3 separate regions of the Macaca mulatta genome follow, and regions 2 and 3 are each linked to region 1. Evidence: chromatin contacts called from public Hi-C data. All regions are on one chromosome and are shown on one strand. The core of a region is the stretch at or near the end of the contact, and the rest is flanking DNA. Distances in the headings are between cores, read along the strand shown. Region 1 holds the start of ZFPL1 (zinc finger protein like 1). Region 2 holds the start of ZNHIT2 (zinc finger HIT-type containing 2). Region 3 holds the start of SAC3D1 (SAC3 domain containing 1).

Evidence for each region. Hi-C and Micro-C count contacts between places; a contact is called where the count stands out from the background.
Region 2: a Hi-C map of fetal cortex germinal zone shows a contact between it and region 1, with 1.7 times the contacts expected there. The contact joins the promoter of ZNHIT2 here to the promoter of ZFPL1 in region 1. A contact is called at or near these places in 3 of 14 Hi-C or Micro-C datasets (cortical neurons, fetal cortex germinal zone and liver).
Region 3: a Hi-C map of fetal cortex germinal zone shows a contact between it and region 1, with 1.5 times the contacts expected there. The contact joins the promoter of SAC3D1 here to the promoter of ZFPL1 in region 1. A contact is called at or near these places in 4 of 14 Hi-C or Micro-C datasets (CD4 T cells, cortical neurons, fetal cortex germinal zone and 1 more).

Annotation. Positions count from the first base shown.
Region 1 is chr14:9,301,438-9,304,855 of T2T-MMU8v2.0, reverse strand. ZFPL1 (zinc finger protein like 1) reads left to right here and starts at 1,419. Exons shown (of 8, transcript XM_077962416.1): 1 at 1,419-1,575; 2 at 1,874-1,996; 3 at 2,307-2,506. The coding sequence starts at 2,416. CDCA5 (cell division cycle associated 5) reads right to left here and starts at 1,350. Exons shown (of 10, transcript XM_077962403.1): 1 at 1,132-1,350; 2 at 829-923; 3 at 685-750; 4 at 564-599. The coding sequence starts at 1,177.
Region 2 is chr14:9,259,932-9,263,219 of T2T-MMU8v2.0, reverse strand. ZNHIT2 (zinc finger HIT-type containing 2) reads right to left here and starts at 1,470. Exons shown (of 1, transcript XM_001114311.5): 1 at 217-1,470. The coding sequence starts at 1,470. The coding sequence ends at 256. TM7SF2 (transmembrane 7 superfamily member 2) reads left to right here. Exons shown (of 11, transcript XM_015113808.3): 11 at 1-43.
Region 3 is chr14:9,343,115-9,346,361 of T2T-MMU8v2.0, reverse strand. It overlaps SAC3D1 (SAC3 domain containing 1), which reads left to right and starts at 1,437. Exons shown (of 3, transcript XM_028833249.2): 1 at 1,437-1,667; 2 at 1,841-2,482. The coding sequence starts at 1,572. SNX15 (sorting nexin 15) reads left to right here. Exons shown (of 7, transcript XM_077962414.1): 7 at 241-1,134. The coding sequence ends at 347.

The sequences.
Region 1 (3,418 bases), core at 170-2,669:
TCCATGAAACATTCCCTGAGCCACATGGTCTGGGTTAGCCACCATCATAGCATCTAGTATTCCTTATTGCAGTCCCAGTACACAACGCTGCCATCACTGGTCATTTGTCTTTCTCCCTAGTTGACTCTAAGCCCTATCAGCTGTTCAAAGGAGTTCACATTTCTCATTCATTATGTCTTCAGATTGTCTATTAATGAAACATCCTTTGACAATAGCTTGTGCTAAAACTGTAAAAATGTCATACACATGACTTATCTTAGAACACCCATAAATGAAAGCTAAAGGCAAAATGGATTAGAAAGGCAGTATGTGGAGTTAAGACATCGCTCAGTTTTTACATGAAGTTCCAGGAAAATGGTAGAAATACACAAGGCATAAAAAGTTAAGTGTATTAAGTCTTCAGGGAGTACTCAAGACTGGCAATGCATGCAGGTGCCCAAAGGCAAACTGTTTTTGTAGTACTGCAAAACAGCTCCCTGGGCAGATGTGAGCAGCCAATGTGTGCTGTCCACCTCTAGAGTGACCCAGATTCTACTTAATTAAGTAGATGAAAGTGAACTCACCCTAGGGCTCCTGCGAGGTGACTGGACAGCTGGGACCTGCGGGGTACAATACCAATTGATCTCATAGCTGGCCCCCAGTTTCGCCCGCCTACTCACCCACAACACCCTCCTTAGCCTTTACCTCTACAGCATGGGCCACGATCCTCTTTAAAACGATGGGCTTTCTGATTGCAGCCGCACTGGGTGTCTGGAGAAGAGGGATGAACGTGAGCTCAACATTAGGTGAGGGGCCACAAGGGGAGGAAGTGAGAAACCTGGGGCTCACCTTCGGCCAGATTTCAGGGAGGATGCTCGGGAGTTCAGAGCCTGATTTCCGCTGGGACCTCCGCAGAGGCTTAGTAGGAGATGGGGCCCTTGGCCCTGGAAAGAGAAAAAAGTTAAGTGGTAGAGGAGGACTCTAGACCTTAGAGTCCAGAGAACAGGTTCTAGAGACAGCGAGAAAATTCCCAAACAAGCCCTTCTAAGGGCGCCTCCTCTGGAGGCAGCAGCGGGAGGGAAGGGCAATCTTTCACAGGACTGCGTCCCCCAAACGGCTCGACCTCACGTCTCCCGCGCGCCCTCCGCTCACCGGAGCGCTGAGCGGCTCCTCCGGACCGCGTTCGCCTCCCAGACATAACTAAGCTCGGTCTCGAGCTCCTCCAGCGCCGCCGCCCCGGGCGCGCGCCAACGGGGAAGGCCACTCGCTGCAAAAAACTTTCGAATTACCCGCCCTGCGGAGAAGGAAGCGGAAGTGACGTAGGGACAGAGGTCCGCGGCGCCCGGGCCCCCTCTCTTTTCCACCGGTCTTCACGTCTAGCGTCAGCGGAGGCGTGGCCCAGGGGTGCGATGGCGTCATCAGGGCGCGCCGCACCCGGAAGAGACGTGGCAGCGGAGGGATAATCGGGGCGGCCGGGGCTGAAGGGAGCGGAGCAAGATCCTTGGAGAGCGTGGTCCCTGCCCTTCCTCGCCTCGAAGCATCGCTGCCGCCCTTCGGAACTGGTGCAGCGGCCGATCAGTAAACACAGAGACTGGGGTCTGTAGAGAAGGGGCGGGGCTTGGAGGGGGTGGGGCTCAGGGGAGGCCTTGGGGGCGGGGCCGGTGGTATCGGGGAGTCGCTGATGGAGGGGCCTGGCCGGGGGCGGGATCCAGAAGGATTGAGGGGTCGCCGGAGGTGGGATTTATGCAGGGAGTGTTTCCCCGCATAAGGAGGAACAGTGGGCAGAAATCTTGGGTCGGGGCGAATAAGAGAGTGTCTGGGGGAGTTAAGAGTGGAAACTGGGCTGGTGAGAGCGTAGTGGTGGCCACCAGAACCTGGCTTCCTACCAACTCAGGTCCCTTTCCCAGGATCGATCATGGGGCTTTGTAAGTGCCCCAAGAGAAAGGTGACCAACCTGTTCTGCTTCGAACACCGGGTCAACGTCTGCGAGCACTGCCTGGTAGCCAATCACGCCAAGGTGGGGCCTTCAGGGGAGCGACTGAGCAGGGCACTGGGTGGGCAAGGCGGTATTGGCTTCCTCCAAATCAATGAGGGTCCCCGCGCTAGAATGTAAGCCCCACAAGGGCAAGGACTTGGTTTATTTTGTTCACTGATATATCCCCCGCCCCCAAGAGAGAGTCTGGCGCACAGTATGTGCTCAATAAATATTGATTGAACAAACAAAAGGATGAGTCTCCTCTGTGACTAGAGAAAAAGAGACTGTCAGACCTTGGGGTGATAGGCCGAGCAGCCCCAGCACCAGTTGTGACATCTCTCTCCCACTCCAGTGCATCGTCCAGTCCTACCTGCAATGGCTCCAAGATAGCGACTACAACCCCAATTGCCGCCTGTGCAACATACCCCTGGCCAGCCGAGAGACGACCCGCCTTGTCTGCTATGGTGAGGCCTTGGCACCTCGGGGGGATCAGGCCAGCCTCAGGGACCAGCTTGGTGACTGGTTTCCAGGCCCTCCTCAAGCAGCAGGACAGTGAGTCCCCCAAGTCTCAGAACCCAGATTCTAGTCATATTAAAGTTCCTTACCTGCTCTGTAAGTTCAGGCAAGTTATTCTTCCTTTCTAGGCCTCACTGTCTTTCCTAAAAATTAAAGCTCCTAGTTCCTCTTTCCTAAAAATTCAGACCTGCCAATCTGGAGGTTTGAGCGAGAGCCAGTCAAGCTTATGTGTATGCTGGTGGCCGTGACTATCAGCTAGCCAGACCGGCATGTCGCTTTCAGATATTCAGGATCCACCACTGATTCCAAGTCTAAACAGAGAGGAAGTGAGTTTCCCACATTAAAGTTAGCTAAAAGAAGTCAGCAGACATATGTGTCATGACTTTGACCTGAATCTGGAGTAAGAGCCTTAGCTCCAGTTTTTGAAGGAGCTCATGCAAGAGGCAGCTCCATATGTGTTTTTCCTTATGAGTGCGTGTGTGTACTTGCAGGCACTTAATGTACACTGTGTGTTTAAATGAGTGTTAGTGTGTTGATTAGTACTTGGGGGTGAATGAATGGGTAATGTATGTACGTAAACATATGAACACAGGTGTGTTGTGGGAGTACAAGAGAATGCATGGTTGAATGTGCCTGAGTGTTAGCAAACCTGTGAGTGTATAGATGTGTATGTGTGAGGGCTCCTGTGCCCATAGTGTAGATATAGTGAATGCTACTTGTGTTTGATTATGTGCTTATAAAGCATATGTACATGTGTGCCCAGGGATGTGTACATGCATATGTGTGCCTGTGTGTATATCAAGGAACCTTTTCTGAAACTGTTCATTATTAGCCATTAGCCCAAAGAGTATGATGAGTGCAGGCCCAGAGAGGACTCACTGAAAGGAGAGGTGGCGTTTCTTCCCACCCAAACTTACCCCTGTGAGCTGGACAGCTTGGTAGCACTGC
Region 2 (3,288 bases), core at 221-2,720, 42 kb after region 1:
AGGTGGTTTAGAGCAAGGAAAAAAATGAAACCAGTGACCAAAATCGGAGATGCTCTTCCTCCTTTGGATAAACATTGGGAACCATTGGTGCACTTCTCTCCCCTAGGACTGGCTGGGTCAGCACTGATCAGGGAGAAGCTGAGCAGTGGCTTGTGGGCCCAGGACTCTGGGGGCCTGGTAGGACAATAGCTATCCTTCAGAAACAGGCAACAGGGCTGACCACTCACAGCTTTATTAATGACCAGGGTCCCCAGTTCAGCCAGGGAGCTCCTCAATGAGAGTCCTTGGGGCAGGTGGCACGGGGCCTCCCCAAAGCCGCTCCAGCTCCCCAGTGAGGGCGGCCACCTCCTCGGCTGCCACAGCATGGGCTTGGTGAGCCCTGGCGCAATCTAGAGCCAGGGGTGTGAGGGCCGCCTCATTTTCATTGGTCCAGGCCAGGAGGAATTGGCACTTTTTCCGGGCCCGGTAAAGATGATCTCGCTCTTCTCTAAGCACAGCCTGTTTCCGGGCACGGCCCAGGGTCTTTGCCAGGTCTCCCAGTGCTGCCAGCGTGTAGCCTTTCTGGTTGGTCGGGCCCTCACCCAGCAGGATGCGAGCGACCTCGTGCATAGCCCCTCGTGTGCCCAGGGGCCCAGGCGGGTGTTCGCCTGCTTCCAGCACGTGGGCTGCGGCCTGCAGGGCTTCTTCCGCAGAGGCGAAGACTTGCTGGGCACCCAGGGCTCCGGAAACGCCGAGCAGTGTAGCACAGAAGTCAGAGAGCAGTGCGTCGTCACCGCCGTGATACAGGGCGAGAGTATGCGCGTAGGCGAACAGCACATTGGGCAGCTGGAAGCGCACGAGCGGCGAGACTGGGCCGCGGCTCAGGCTGACCAGCGTGGGGATGCGGGTGGGTATGGCGGGCGTGCAGGCCCCCGGGACATCTCCAAGAACCAGCTCGGCAGCCGCGAGCTCCGCGGCGAAGGCATCGTTCATAGATTCCGGCGGGGTCCTCGCAAGGGCGGGCTCCAGCCCCGCGGCATCACTGCCCGGGACATCATCCAGCTCCTCCAGAAGCCGCCACGGTCCGGCTCCGCGCTTCCACCACCACGGCCGCCATGGAGGAAGCAGCCGCCCGGCCTCACCACGGCTCAGCAGCCGCTCGAAGGCAGTTTTTTCGGCCGGCGCCAGCCGCTCCCACAGTCCCGAGAGGCCGCCGGGCGCCGGGCCGGGGCTAAGGCCTGTTTCCCCAGGCTCGTCCTCGGTATCGCGTTGCTGACGCAGCCGGCGTAGGGCGCTTGCCAGGCGGCTGGGCGAGGCGCTGCGGCCGCGGAGCTCTCCCAGCACCTGGTCACGGTAGAAGTTTTCTGCGCAGGTGCCATGCGTCCGGTAGCAGCGCAGCGAGCAATAGGGCGCATTACAGCGAGGGCAGGTGTAACGCGCGGGCTGGGCCTCCCCCGCCGGGCAGAAACCACAAGGCCCGACCGGCTCCATAGCAACCGGCACCGCGATCTACCTGCGAACGCACGCCGGCGATAGTTCCAAACTTCCGGGGCTTATTCAATTACTTCCGGCTCACCGCGGGGTCGACGACGGTCTGTCGTTTCGCAAAGCTCCCGAGGATTCTGAGCAATTTCCGCCCACGCCGGAAAGCCGAGCCCCACCCCTTTCCCTAGTAGGGTGAGAGCAGGCCCAGACGCCGGGCGTCAGGTACGAGCCCCGCCCTGTGCGATGACGCAAGGAGCGGAAAAATGGGTCTGGCGAGCGCTCCGCCGGTGCCACCTCTCCCCCTAGCGGTCACACCAAAACGTGGCCCGATCATCTAAAGAGAAAACCCTCTCTCTTTAGCTCTATAATGCGCTGTGGCAGAAATCCACTTTACTAAACACCTACCCTGGGCCACTAATTGTGCCAAGCCTCAGAAAGGCGATGCATCCCTGCGCTGTACACAGACAAATAAAATGCACTAGAGGACACAGACGAATAAAAGGGCAGTTGGGATCGGATGCGGTGGCTCTCACGCCGATAATCCCAGCACTTTGGGAGGCCAAGGCGGGCAGATGACCTGAGGTCAGAAGTTTGACCACGGCCTGACCAACATGGAGAAACCCCATCTCTACTAATACAAAATTAGCCGGGCGTGAGGGACGGGTGCCTGTAGTCCCAGCTACTCCGGAGGCTGAGGCAGGAGAATCATTTGAACCCAGGAGGTGGAGGTTGCAGTGAGCTGAGATCGCGCCACCGCCCTCCAGCCTGGGAGCCTGGGCCACAGAGAGGAACTCCACCTCAAAAAAACAAAAAGCAGTATTTAAGAAATATTTGAGGCCGGGCGCGGTGGCTCAAGCCTGTAATCCCAGCACTTTGGGAGCCTGAGATGGGCGGATCATGAGGTCAGGAGATCGAGACCATCCTGGCTAATACGGTGAAACCCCGTCTCTACTAAAAAATACAAAAAACTAGCCGGGCGAAGTGGCGGGTGCCTGTAGTCCCAGCTACTTGGGAGGCTGAGGCAGGAGAATGGCGTGAACCCGAGAGGAGGAGCTTGCAGTGAGCTGAGATCCGGCCACTGCACTCCAGCCTGGGTGACAGAGCGAGACTCCGTCTCAAAAAAAAAAAAAAAAAAAAAAAGAAATATTTGAGCTCCTATTTTTCCTCCAAAACTGACTCTTCATTAAGTATCTTATTAAATACCACTATTCATCCATCTCATTAAGTGCAGGCCCCATTCTAGGTGCCAAGAACACAATGCACATCAAAGGGAGTTGGGGGTCCCTGTTCTAACAGAGCTCAGTCTTATGGTGGAGTGGAGGTGTGATGAACCAAACTGTGAGTGTTCTTTGCATCCCTACTACTACTACTGGTGGTCTAAGCTTCCTGACCCCTCACGTGGATGACAACACATTGTGTTTTTCCTTTCTTGCCAGCCCTCCAGAAAAACCTGCCAGATAAATTAGATCACAAGTCAGATCAGATCCTTCTCTTACTCAAAACCCTTCTGCGACCCTCCATTGCATTTGGACTCAAACCTAAACTTCTCTCCATGGCTGACAAGGCCTTGCAGGATCTGCTCCCACCCCTAGACATCACCTCTTCCCCATCTTCATACAGTCCTCTTGGCTTAAAATATTCCCCTACCTGATCACTTGATTTATTCATCTCAGGTCTCACACATGTCATTTAAACACGACCTCTCAGTTGGGCACAGTGGCTGACACCTGTACTCTCAGTACTTTGGGAGGCCAAGGTGGGCGGATCACTTGAGCCCAGTTCAAGACCAGCCTGGGCAACACAGCAACAAAACCCCGTCTCTGC
Region 3 (3,247 bases), core at 188-2,687, 41 kb before region 1:
TCCTGATCTGAAGTGATCTGCCTGCCTCGGCCTCCCAAAGTGCTGGGATTACAGCCGTGAGCCACTGCACCCGGCATGGCCTCAGTTTTCTTGTTTGTAGAATGGGAAGAATGGACGCTGGGCCCCAGAGAAGAGGGAAAAGCACATGGTGATACTCTGTGAATTGTAAAGGACCAGACCAAGGGTTCCAACTAGACCAGTAGTGCCCAGGTGCCTCAGCTGAGCAGTCTCTCTCCACAGGTGACCCGTTGCCTGCCCGCCAGGAAGGTGTGAAGAAGAAGGCAGCTGAGTACCTGAAGCGGGCAGAGGAGATCCTGCGCCTGCACCTGTCTCAACTCCCACCCTAACAGGGAGTGGGCCCTTCCCTGGGACTCTCGATCCTGCACTGCCAGCCCCTTCTCCTCTCCCCAGGGCCTAGCCCCACCTCCTGGTCTTGTAATCGCAGGGGCCATTTCTGTAGGTAACTGGACCAAGCATGAGAAAAATAATGAATTCTCAGTTCCCTGATTACACTTGCCACCTTGGAATCAAGGACTCACACTTCTGACCCTGCCTGTCTTTTTGTGTTTTTCTTGAGATGGAGTCTCACTCAGTCGCCCAGGCTGGAGTGCAGTGGTGTGATCGCGGCTCACTGCAACCTCCGCCTCCCAGGTTCAAACGATTCTCCTGTCTCAGTCTCCCTAGTAGCTGGGATTACAGGCATATGCCACCATATCCAGCTAATATTTTGTATTTTTAGCAGGGACGGGGTTACACCATGTTGGCCAGGCTGGTCTCAAACTCCTGACCTCAAGTGATCCACCCGCCTCAGCCTCCCAAAGTGCTGAGATTACAGGCATGAGTCACTATGCCCGGCCCCTGCCTGTCTGTCTGGATGTGTGAGCAGCAGCTGTGGTCATTAAACCATTAGTTTACCCCTCTAGAAGTGGGGTCTGCAAACTCCCACCTGCAGCCAAATCTGGCCCACCCCCTTTTTAATGTAAGGCCTGTGAGCTACAGTGGTTTTTACATTTTTTTAATGATTAAAAAAATCAAAATAATATTCTGTGACAGAAAGACAGATGAAATTTATATGTAACAGGTGAAAATTATATAAAATTTAAGAGTCTATAAATAAAATTTGTTGGAACACAACCAGGCTAATTCATTCAGTATTGTGATGGCTGCGTTCGCGCTACACCGGCTGTTGAACAGTTGCAGAGTTGAGTCTTTGCCGCCTGCAAATCCCAAAACATTTACAACCTGGCCCTTTGCAGAAAACATTTGCTGAGCCCTGAGCTAGAAAATAGCACAGTCTCCAGGGAAATAGAGAATGACAAGACGATGAAGCCGGTCTATTGGGTGGAAGGGACGAAGGAGAGGAACCCAAAGCAGGGGTACCTGTCTCCGAGGCCCCAAAGTCAAATCCTGATTGCTCAGCGGGCTGGAAGGCGTGGCCTCAGTCCCGCCCCGCCCCTCCTCGCCACAAAGCGGTTGGTGGCGGCAGGGACTACACGGGTGTATCATGGGAGCGGCCAAGGCTACCCGTTAAAAACACTAAGGGGAGCGCGCAAAGCTGAACCTGGAGCTCGATGGGGGCCGTTAGCCGCCCCAGAGCGCGCGGAGCCGCAGAGGCGTTGCTGGACTACAACGCAGTGCATCTCGGGAGGCCAACTCCACAGGACCCGGTGAGAGGACAGAGGCGGCCCGATGGGCGGCCCGGAGGCCGGGGATCATGGCGGGCAGGCGGGCCCAGCCAGGTTCAGCCCCGCCCCACCGCTCCCCACCCCCAGCCGGCCTCGCTTGCCTTCCCGCAGCACCGCTGTCCCCGGGATGCTGAGCGCCCACCGTCTCCCCGCAGCCCCTCATGCTCGGCTGCGAGCTGCCCATGGGCACCTGCCCGGACATGTGCCCGGCCGCCGAGCGCGCCCAGCGCGAAAGGGAGCGCCGCCTACACCGCTTGGAAGTGGTGCCGGGGTGCCGCCAGGACCCGCCCCGCGCCGATCCGCAGCGCGCGGTGAAGGAGTACAGCCGACCCGCCGCCGGCAAGCCCCGGCCCCCACCCAGCCAGTTGCGTCCGCCCTCCGTGCTGCTGGCCACGGTACGCTACCTGGCGGGTGAGGTGGCGGAAAGCGCCGACGCTGCCCGCGCCGAGGTGGCCAGCTTCGTGGCAGACCGCTTGCGAGCTGTGCGCCTGGACCTGGCCCTGCAGGGCGCGGGCGACGCCGAGGCAGCGGTGGTGCTGGAGGCGGCGCTGGCCACGCTGCTGGCCGTGGTGGCGCGGCTCGGGCCCGACGCGGCGCGGGGACCTGCGGACCCGGTGCTGCTGCAGGCCCAGGTGCAAGAGGGCTTCGGCTCGCTGCGGCGCTGCTACGCGCGGGGCGCGGGACCACACCCCCGCCAGCCAGCCTTCCAGGGCCTCTTTCTGCTCTATAACCTGGGTGAGTCGCGGTCCTGGCGGCTGGGCAGAGCGTGGGGACAGGAGCCCACCATGACAGTGGAGGTAGGGAAAAGAAAGATTAGCTTTAACATCTCACCATTAGGCGCCTCCCAGGACAGCACAAGATCCACCAATCCCCGACATGGGACCTCGGGCCCATCTCGGGGTCTTAGTTGTCTCAGGAATAAAAGTGGAGGGGCAAGGGTGGAACGGGAGAGTTGGCCTAAACAGTGATTTTAAAACTTTTTTTTTTTTTTTTTTTTTTGAGTCTGACTCTGTCGCCTAGGCTGGAGTGCAGTGGCTCGATCTTGGCTCACTGCAACCTCCACCTCCCTGGTTCAAGGGATTCTCCTGCCTCAGCCTCCTGAGTAGCTGGGATCAGAGGCGTGCCACCACACCTGACTAATTTTTGTATTTAGTAGAGAGGGGGTGTTTCACCATGTTGGTCAGGCTGGTCTCGAACTTCTGACCTCGTGATCCGCACACCTTGGCCTCACAAAGTGCTGGGATTGCAGGTGTGAGCCACCGCGCCCGGCAGATTTTCAAACTTTTTTTTAACCTCCCCGCCCAGTCAGGGTTACAAAGCAAACAAGAACACATATGCCCACGAATATACCTGAGACAGAAGTTTAAGGCATTAGAGATACTTTCTATGGGTGATGCATTCTAATAAACTCTATTATTTGTTAGTTTGTTTTTGAGACAGAGTCTAGCTCTGTCGCCTAGGCTGGAGTGCAGTGGCATGATCTTGGCTCACTGCAACCTCTGCCTCCCAGGTTCAGGCTATTCACCTGCATCAGCCTCCTGAAGAGCTGGGACTACAGGTGT